2 separate regions of the Muntiacus reevesi genome follow, and region 1 is linked to region 2. The links are chromatin contacts, called in public Hi-C maps. All regions are on one chromosome and are shown on one strand. The core of a region is the stretch at or near the end of the contact, and the rest is flanking DNA. Distances in the headings are between cores, read along the strand shown. Region 1 holds the start of NBR1 (NBR1 autophagy cargo receptor). Region 2 holds the start of DHX8 (DEAH-box helicase 8).

What was found. A called contact is a pair of places that touch in the nucleus more often than the background predicts.
Region 1: a Hi-C map of muscle shows a contact between it and region 2, with 10 times the contacts expected there. The contact joins the promoter of NBR1 here to the promoter of DHX8 in region 2. A contact is called at or near these places in 2 of 3 Hi-C or Micro-C datasets (blood and muscle).

The regions. Positions count from the first base shown.
Region 1 is chr18:19,333,672-19,338,665 of mMunRee1.1, forward strand. It overlaps NBR1 (NBR1 autophagy cargo receptor), which reads right to left and starts at 3,109. Exons shown (of 21, transcript XM_065908766.1): 1 at 2,957-3,109. BRCA1 (BRCA1 DNA repair associated) reads left to right here and starts at 4,025. Exons shown (of 23, transcript XM_065908767.1): 1 at 4,025-4,134.
Region 2 is chr18:19,110,275-19,114,994 of mMunRee1.1, forward strand. It overlaps DHX8 (DEAH-box helicase 8), which reads right to left and starts at 1,488. Exons shown (of 23, transcript XM_065909077.1): 1 at 1,242-1,488. The coding sequence starts at 1,389.

The DNA.
Region 1 (4,994 bases), core at 1,859-4,358, 230 kb after region 2:
GCTAGGCTAGGAGGACACAGCAGTGGATGAGAAGATAATGTCCCTGCTCTTCTGCTATTTACAGTCTAGTAGGTGGTTTAAATGGACATGAGTTTGAGTAAACTCCGGAGTTGGTGAGGGACAGGGAGGCCCAGTGTGCTGTGATTCATGGGGTCGCAAAGAGTCGGACACGACTGAGCGACTGAACTGAACTGAGGTGGTTTAAAACAAATCTCACTTCCATATGTTTGCAAAGAGAATGTAAATTTTGGTCACATTCATAGAAATCATCTAACATTTGTAAAATCCTTTGGATTTTATGAACTTTATGATGACTGCTTAATTAAACAGACACCTGCTGTTACATATCTACTAGTAGGATACCAAGATGAGTAAGAGTAGGACTCTAGCCTTGGGGAATTTATATTCCTAAAGCTTGAAGGAGATATTCTAATAAATTTCTCTTGGAAAAGATGCCTTTTCCTAAACTGAGCAACCTAGGTTCTGTATTAGATCTATTTTAACAATTTAGAGGCTGAAACACTAGCCAAGAAACTACACAGGTGTAGCATTCAACACCCTTTATTCAAGTTCATTTTTTTTTTTTTGGCAGTCTACTTTTTTCTTTTATGGAGAATTTCAAATATACATAAATGTGGAGAATATTGATGATCTAACTATAACCATCAACTCAAAGTTACCCTCATTTCACCTATACTCTTCCATCCCCCCAATATGGATTGACTATAGTCAACTAATGTTTAAAATCTATTAATGGGAAAATTTAAACCTTTACAAAAGAAAAGAGATTAATATACAATGAACGCTGAAAGACCCATCGACTGTCTTCATAATTACCATCAACTCAGGACTAATCTTGTTATAGCAATGCCTTTCCCTACCGGATTATTATTATTGTTTTTATTACTTGGCCACATCATGCCACATGCAGGATCTTAGTTCCCCAAATGGGGATCAAACCTCTGTCCCCTGCAATGGGAGCATGGAGTCTCAACCACTGGACTGCTAGGGAAGTCGTTCTACTGGATTATTTGACAGCCATCATTTTATCCATAAAATAATTGAGGGTTTTACCTCTCAAAGATAAGAATTTTACTTACAAATTGTTAAGATTGTTTTTTATGACTTTACAAAATAGTTTAAATCTAAATATAAGTTGTAATGTAAAAGAACAGCCTTTTCATGTTTCATGTTTTTTTAAAAACATATTCATCAATGAATCCTGACTAAGCACCTACAGATTCAGATTCTGCTCCAGGCACGGACACTGCAGAGGACCAAGATTAAGTCTCAGGAGTTTACAGCGAAGAAGGGAGCGAGCACAGTGGTTTAGAAAAGCTGGATTCCAGACAGTTCTGGCACATTACTAGCCATATAAGTGTGAGCAGGTCATTTAAACTCTGAGCTTCAGTTTCTGAACCTGTAAAATAAGCCTGAGATCTCCATTTTGCTAACCTCACAACACTATCTTAAGGATTAAGTAAAAATGTGTATGCTGGTTCTTTGAAAACAGTACTTAAATATGAAAGTTATTATTATATAAATCAGCCTTTAGAACCTGACATAGTGCTGTTTTCCACAGTATAATGAACTGCCCTGTGAAACAATACAACTGTGAGACTGTCATTAAAAAGGACCTTGAACTGAGAATCAGGGATTTGAGGGGTTTTTTTGTAAATCCAAACACAAACATCTCCCAACTTTTTCCATTCTCTGTCTCTACCTAGAGCCAAGAGCATTATCAAAATAGTTTCTGGCACCAATCCTGCTGACATCCAGTATCTCATTCACACAGAATGCAATTCTTGGGGTCCTTAAAATTTGGACAAAACTCCTGTCAATGCCCCACAATCATGGGCAAAAAAATCGGGGCGACTGACTAATTCACTCTGCCAAAATTCGATCTTCTAAAACACATTCTCAGTTTTCAACTTCTGAGAAACACACTTCCACACTTTTGAGAATCCAAAAGGAAGCTAACCTTCTTCCCTCTTTCTCAAATTACACAACTGGAAACAAGTTTAGATACGTTGGAACACATCCAGCTGGCTGACTAGGGAGGTGAAAACAGAAGTGGGAGATTCTAGTTTAGCTGGACTATAGCCAGGTCTTTATAAAGAGTCGCCTATTTATTTGCCTTGGATGTGAAATTCTTTCAGCAAGAGTATTGTCTTGAACTTGTGACAAAGCTGTGGTTAGTGTCCTCTGTCACTGTAATTAGTCGACTAAGTCGGGTAGCTGGGGCCTAGGCTTCCAGCTTTCATTATTAACTGGATTATATCAAATTCATGTTCCGGCTCACCTTTCCCTGGCACAAGTCAGCTTTTCCTCTAAGTCGATTTTACCAGGATCTCAAACATCCCTTTAACGAAGTTGACCTGGAACCTGAGCTTTGATTACTGTCTCCACCTGAGGCCTATCCTGGAGTTAAAATGTGTGACCTGAAAGCTGTGTGTTCAATAAAAAGGAAAAACGGGGCCCTTTCAATACCAGAGGTCCCTGAACAAGACGACTTCCTTACGAGGTTCCCCAAAAGTGGGATGAGGGGGAGTGAGGAGGCTGTGTGGGCAATGTCATCTTTTTTTTTTTTCCTTGCAGACTTCATCCTAGTCTTCCAGTTATCGTTTCCTAGCACTCCTTGTCCCCAGGAGTGTGTCACCACCCCCTGAGAACTCTCTCGTTTCCTTTGCCCAGGCCTTTTTTGTCCTGGGGAGTATTGGGGTCCTTCACCAGAAGCTAGGCGTTCTGCACCACGGACCCTCCGTCCCTCCTGTGGTATCCGCCCCCTCGGCCCCTCAGAACACGAACGGATCTCCCATCAGGTCACTGAAAGATCGGTTGTCCAAGTCACGGAAGAAGTCGCCCTTCTCCTTTGGAGGCTTCCTCCCGTAAACTTCCCCAAGTCCTCTCGGTGAGACGTGACACCACCCCTAGGTAACCGCAGTTGTTTCCTTACCAGCTTCCCGCCCCCGGGGGGCGCCTGCCGGAGGCCAATGCAAGAACCGTTCGCTGCCAGCTCTGCTGCTATTCCTGCTGGGTGAATCTAACATGGCGGACAGAGACAGGGCCTAGTCCCCAGGTTATCTGAGTTTTCGACAAGATGATTGGTTCTTACCAAGTGTCCCTCAAAACTACAGCCCCACTGATTGGTCGAAAATAAGTTGGCGGGGGCGGGGCAGGAGGAGCTTGACCCTCACAACAATAACAAACACGGGGCAAAGGGGCGGAACTGCGAGTGCGCAGCCGTGGGCCGGGACCCCGGATGATTTCCCCTTCCCAGGTAAAAAAACGCGCCCGTTGCATTTCTTTAGGTCACCGACCTTAGAGGACGACTCGCGGGGCTGGATGGGGACTGTAGTCTTACTAGGACTTGTAGGTTCTTTAGCCTATTATCCACTCTCGACATACGAAAACATAACACTCCAATCCATATCTGTTGACATGCATAAGCGCTCTGGAGCTCTTCAGTTTATCAGCTGAGTTGTCGTTAGACTCGTGTCTGCCTCCCGTATCGGAAGTTCCTCTCCATAAGACTACAGTTTCCAAGGAACACTGTGGCCAAGGCCTTTCGATCCGCAATGCATGCTGGATATCGTAGTTTTTCCCTTACAACCCTATTATTTACCTAAACTTGAAACTCCCATTGCGGCGGAAAGGGTGAGGGTGCTGGGCCTCTTCCTGCGACTGTTTTAGGCACTATCATGAGCTCCTATTCGGGATCCAGGGAGCGATCTCGACGTTAGTACGGCAATCACTGTGACGTAATAACCCTCAACTGGAAGCGTTGAAGTGAGAGGGAGGGCGCCTATTAGAAAAACTCCGGGAGAACTTGGTCTCTTCCGTCTCTTTCTAATTACGTAAAGAGGGAAAAAATGGATGACCAATCGGGAGCCCCTGAGAGACTCAGCACTTTCTGCTCCGCCCTTCGGTTACGTGTCCGGTTCTCGCGTTCTGAGAGGCTCTTGCTCGCGGCAGCAGCCGGTTTCCGTGGCAACAATAAAGCGCGGGAATTACGGATTAGTTGAAACTGCGACTGCGCGGTGTGAGCTCTCCGAACCGAGGACTGTCCCGGGGCTTTTTCAGAGAAGTGGGCCTTGGGTCCAGGAAACCCGGATCTCTTGTTCTGGGTGAAAGGTGAGAGAACCGTGGGGAAGGGAGAGCGGCCCGTGGGGTGTTCTGGGGCAGTAAACAGGTGTGGGGAGAGCCGGGGAGAGGTGACTCCTGAAGGCGAGCAAGACGGATGTTATCGGGTGGGGGGCGGGCGGAAGGTGGAACCTGAGAAGCCTAAGACGTTGAATCTGTGGAAGTCGTGGGGAGAGGGGCTGTTTGTGTGTCACGGGATCTGGGGGAGTTGCAGATGATAAGGGCGGGGGCAGGGTGTGTCCTTGGGGGAATCCTGATGGGTCCTGAGGGGGACAAGATGGTATAAAAAGACGAGCTGGTATATTTGAGAAAGGGACCCTGAGGGAAAACGGGGGCAGGAATGTATCTGGGAAGAGGAGGAGAAAGGACTTTGTACGAGGCAGAGCCCTTAAGAGCTGGATACTTGTGAGCTTCTGTGAAGGGGCCAGAAGGGAGTAGAGGGAGGAACCTCCGTAGGCCCAGGTGCTGCTGGTACCGATGTGCCTGAGGAGAATCCTGAGTATAGGCCAGTGGGAAAATCTGGGGAAGGACAGGGATTGGAGCGTTGGTTGGTGTTGATTTTATTTTAAGGGCGAGAAAGAAAACAACTGTGATGATTGAAGAATTAGGAGGGTACCACCACTCACCCCACTGTATCATCCCACTGTGGCTTTCCCTTTCTTGGAGAACGAAAAAAATCAAAAGGAAATGGTTGGAGGCTAGATGGGCACAAACAGAATTGAAATGGTCTTAATTACACAAAACGTTTAGAATTTTTTTAAAAATAAGGCTTTGGTCATTGGTTCTATGGTCTGATTCTAAAGCATTCCAATCTTAAATATCACTTAATGAAACTAAACTGCTGTTTATAT
Region 2 (4,720 bases), core at 238-2,737:
TAATCCCCCAGCTCAATGAACATTTGCTGAATGAAGGAACATATTACCCAGAGAGACAGCAAACTGACCAGTCTATCACCTCATTATCAAAAAAAGAGTAAACTGAGAAAAAATTACACAAGATAGGCACATCTTCTTGACAGGCAAGAGAAAAGTGAACTAAAATACACAGGTAACCCTGTGAAGAACACAGTATCATCCCTATTTCACAGATAAGAAAAAACAGCTGCAGAGAAACTATGTATCTTACCCTAGATCATACTTCTAACCTCCCTGACCCCTCTTCCTCATGCATGTGTCCCTTTCTTCCATCTCTCCAACTGATGACTTTATCTTCATTTAGAAAACAGAACTGTCAAATGGGAACTCTCTCCCTCATCTCCCTACCACCTACCCCTAAATCCATCTGTATTTAAAATCACATTCTGCCCTCCTTCCGGTTAAAATGAAGCATCCCTGTGCCTATCAAGTCAATTCCTCCACCCATGCCCTAGACCCCATGCATCCCTCTGCCTCCACAAGGATTCCACCTGCCTGCAGCCTGAGCTGTGAGGCCCTAGTCTTCTCCATTTCCTCAGTTTGTATTCTCCGCATGTGCATTTTGTCCCAAGACGTCTAGTGTTTGAGAGACACTACACATTGGTGCTTCAGAGACAGTATAAGCATGAATGGTGACGAGCACAGTTAAAAGTTACAGACTTGGATTTCAAACCAGGCTCACACACATTTGATATGTGACCTTGAAGAGAGCTACTTAATTACTCAGAGCCTTGTTTTCCTAATCTATAAACAGAAAATACTATCACACAGGGTGCTATGAAGAGCAAATAAGCTAAAGTAAAACACTAAGCATAATATCTGGCACGTAGTGAGAACTCAGTAAGTGGCTGCCATGAAAATCAACATCATCATCACCATCATCATCATGTGACTCTACGCTGTTGCTGTTAATGCTGTTTAACTATCTGGGGCTGGGGGACGGGGCGGGGCGGGGCGGGGAGCAGGGGGGCAAAGGGAGAAGCAAGCAGCGACAGCCGCTCCGGGTTTCACTGACGTTCTGGGAAAAGCTTTCTAACAGCTTGGCCTGGAGAATTCTCAAAAGGGGGCCACGGCCGCTGGTGCCCCGGGCCAAGTCTCTGTGACAGACAAACGGACCCACACGCTCGACCCATCAACCCCCTGTCTCCTTCCGCTTTCCTCGAACCCAAACCCAGAGGCCGCACGGACCTCCGCAGACTCACCCAGATCCTTGTCGTTGATACCCAAGTGATTGTCCAGCTCGGTGCAAACCTTTGACACCAAAGACAGGTACTCGAGTTTGGCGAGTTCTTCCGCGGGACCTAGCTCTGTCCCGGGTACGGCTCCCGCCATGGCCACAGCCACCGCCATGGCTACGGCTTCCCCCGGGCCCTCACAGCGGGCCTTCGGAGCTACTCCCACCTGGCCCCCTCACTGCCGGCCCTCCGAGCTACTCCCGCCCCTGCTCCAGTTTCAACTTCCGGGTCGGTGCGCCTCTCTTTTGTTTACGATAAATCGAAAGCTCCAGGAACTTTTCTTGACGTAACCGGATGGATCATAGAGATCAGACAGGAAGTGCTCGAGGAAGGGACAGCTGAATGGGTTACTCAACACGCTTACGGGCGCCCTCTATAGGTCGGCGAGCTTCTTGGCCGGCTTTCAGGCACGAAAACATACACTCTCCACGCTCTTCCGCCCTGTGTCGGCAGAGGGCGACCGTGGCCTGCGAGGGCGAGCAGAGGAGTGGGGCGCCGCCACCTCCTCCCGTCTCCTCCCCCGCCGCCCCCTTCCAAATACCCGCCGCGCCTGCGCTTTAGAAGTCTTGAAAAAAAAACAAAAAAAACACGAACCTGAATTCAACTCTGGAAGAGGCAAGATTGGCTTAACAGGAGACCCCTGTATTCCTGTGGCTTTGCATCTGCTCGGATCTTGACTATTCCAAGCGATTCTGTAACAAGTCAGCAGGCGATGGAGCCTGGTTCTGTCATTAACTCACTTTACAGATGAAGAAACTGATACTCCCACTCCCTAGCTGAGTGACCTTAATCTCTTGGGCCTTAGTTTTCTCATCTGTAAACTTGGATATTACTCTAACTGGGTTTAGGTGATGACCAAATGAGATAACTATACAAGGATCCTGATTCATAAACACAGTACAATGGCAGTTGCTATAATCCTAAAGCTGAGATAGTGGCCCCCATCAAGTCTGTCAAGCATAGATCCCCAAAGTCAGACACCAGAGACCCACCTGACTCCTCTGCTGTGAACACCACTTCTCAACCCCCAGTTTTCCAGACGCTAATACACTCAGTCCTCTCAGAAGTTCCCTCAAGTATCAGTTGCGCTGTGAACCCAAAGTCAGTGAGCTCAGGTCTCCCAGCTTCTGCTTCAGGTCCCCTTTTCCTTTGTGACAACCTATGGTGAGGTGAGGGGCTTCCCAAGTGGCTCAGTGGTAAAGAATCCGCCTGTCAAGTAGGAGACACGGATTCGATCCCTGGGTCTGGGAGATTCCCTGGAGAAGGAAATGGCAACCCTCTCCAGTATTCTTGTCGGGGGAATCCCATGGACAGAGGAGTCTGGGGGGTGACTGTCCATGGCGTCGCTAAGAGTTGGACGCCACTTAGCAACTGAACAGCAGCAGCTGCAACATGGTGAGGTGAGGATTTCCCACACCCCACCGCTCTGCATGGTGAACGAGGAAGCAGGAGGCATCCCCAAGTACCTTTTGATGGCCTTCTCATCAAAGGGGGGGAGTCAGACCCTTTTGCTTTTAGCTTCAGGGTACATTACACTACTACGTCTTTGAAATCTTTTCTTTCATCACCTCACTGTAGTTCTCATCACTTCCAAGAGCTCCATGTCTCCAGGATCGTAAGGATCAGCACTGTACCCTCTGTGTTCTTCCCACTCCCCTTTCTCTTCCTCTGTTCCCACATGAATGGGATGGAAAATCTTGCACCTGATTCAACAAGCTCAACTTGCCAGCTTGGAGCAGGGCTACCTGGGGCTTATTCTACTGAATTCTTTTCTTTGTGCTTCTTTGCCTTTCAAAATATACATATACGTTTATGTTCTGCTTTCCTCCAATATTTAACTGGATGGGGGGAGAAAACATGGAGTTTGTTTTGTTTTAAAAGTTCTGAGGGGAAAAAAAAAGCTATAGAACCATAATATGTAGTACTGGTAACAGTACTATAGGAAAACTACAAAAACTTTTTTAATTTGGGGGGGAATTATTGAACACACATCTCAATAGTAAATAGTAACAAGAAAACATTGATTTTATTTGTATATGCCATTAAGTACAAATTTTCAGAAGTCAAAGTTTCCTATGCGGTACACATAAACCCTGTAATACCAAGGGATGCTTTTTGAAGGCAGAGGAGAACATTAAGTACATAGATACTGATAAATTGTTAGCCCAAACACACAGGCATGTGGAATCTTCCTCTCTCTCCCCATGAAAGACACTGAACCAAATGTAGCATAAAAGTGAGTTCACGGCAGGGAGAGATAAATTGGGAGATTGGAATTGACATGTACACACTACTATATATAAAATAGATAACTAATAAGGGCCTACTATATAGCACAGGGAAAAGAATCTAAAAAACAGTGGGTATATGTATGACTGATTCACTTTGCTGTACATCTGAAACTAACACAACATAGTAAATTAACTGTATTCCAAAAAATATTTTTAAGTGAGTTTATTCTTACAAGGGTATATTGTATAAGACAGAAAATATAACCAATATTTTATAACTATAAATAGACTATAACCTTAAAAAATTATGACTGTGAATCACTATGTTGTACATCTGAAACTTACATAATAATGTACATCAGTTATACCTCAATAAAAAATAAATAATTTTTAAGTGAATTAATTCTGGGAATTCCCTGGCAGTCCAGTGGTTACGACCCCTCGCTTTCAATGCCAAGAGCCTGGGTTCAACCCCTGGTCCAGGAACAAGGATCCCTCAAGCCACACAGTGTGGCCAAAAAACAAAAGTGAATTAATTCACGTTGAATATATTTGGATATATTCTGGATTGTCCTTTGAATATATTTCCAAATATTATACCAGATAAGGACTTCCCTGGCAGTCCAATGGTTAAGACTCTGTGCTTCCACTGCAGGGGGTGTGGGTTCCATTTGGGAAACTAAGATCCCATGTGCTGCAGGGTGCGGCCAAATAAAACAAAAAGAAAGAAATATTATACCAGGTATAATTAATTGCTCATCAGTATTATATTACTTTCCTTGGACAGCCTCCATTTGGCTTCTTAAATACAGCTATTGATGGTTCCCAGTAAATAACCTGCCTTCACAAGACAATATTTAAAATATTGAAACAAAGAGCTTATGCTTAATCACTACCACCACCCATCATGGATAAGAAATGATTTCCCACCCCAACCCAATAGTAACAAGGGCTTTACTTTTATGCCTACTCTCACCACAATTCCCACATTATTTCTGTTTTGTCCCAGAGACTGGTCCCAGCTGCTGGCATTGGGATAAGAAATTGGGGGTTGGGGGAAAGTAGGAAACAGAGAAGAAAGTCTTGAGTTGCTGGGCAATCGTAGTCTGGATGGGGGAGGGCAGAAAGAACATAAGTGTGTGGAGATGATAGATGGCATCCTTGGGGAAGTTGGTGAGAAGAACCACTGGACTTCCTGTCATCAAAACAAAATGG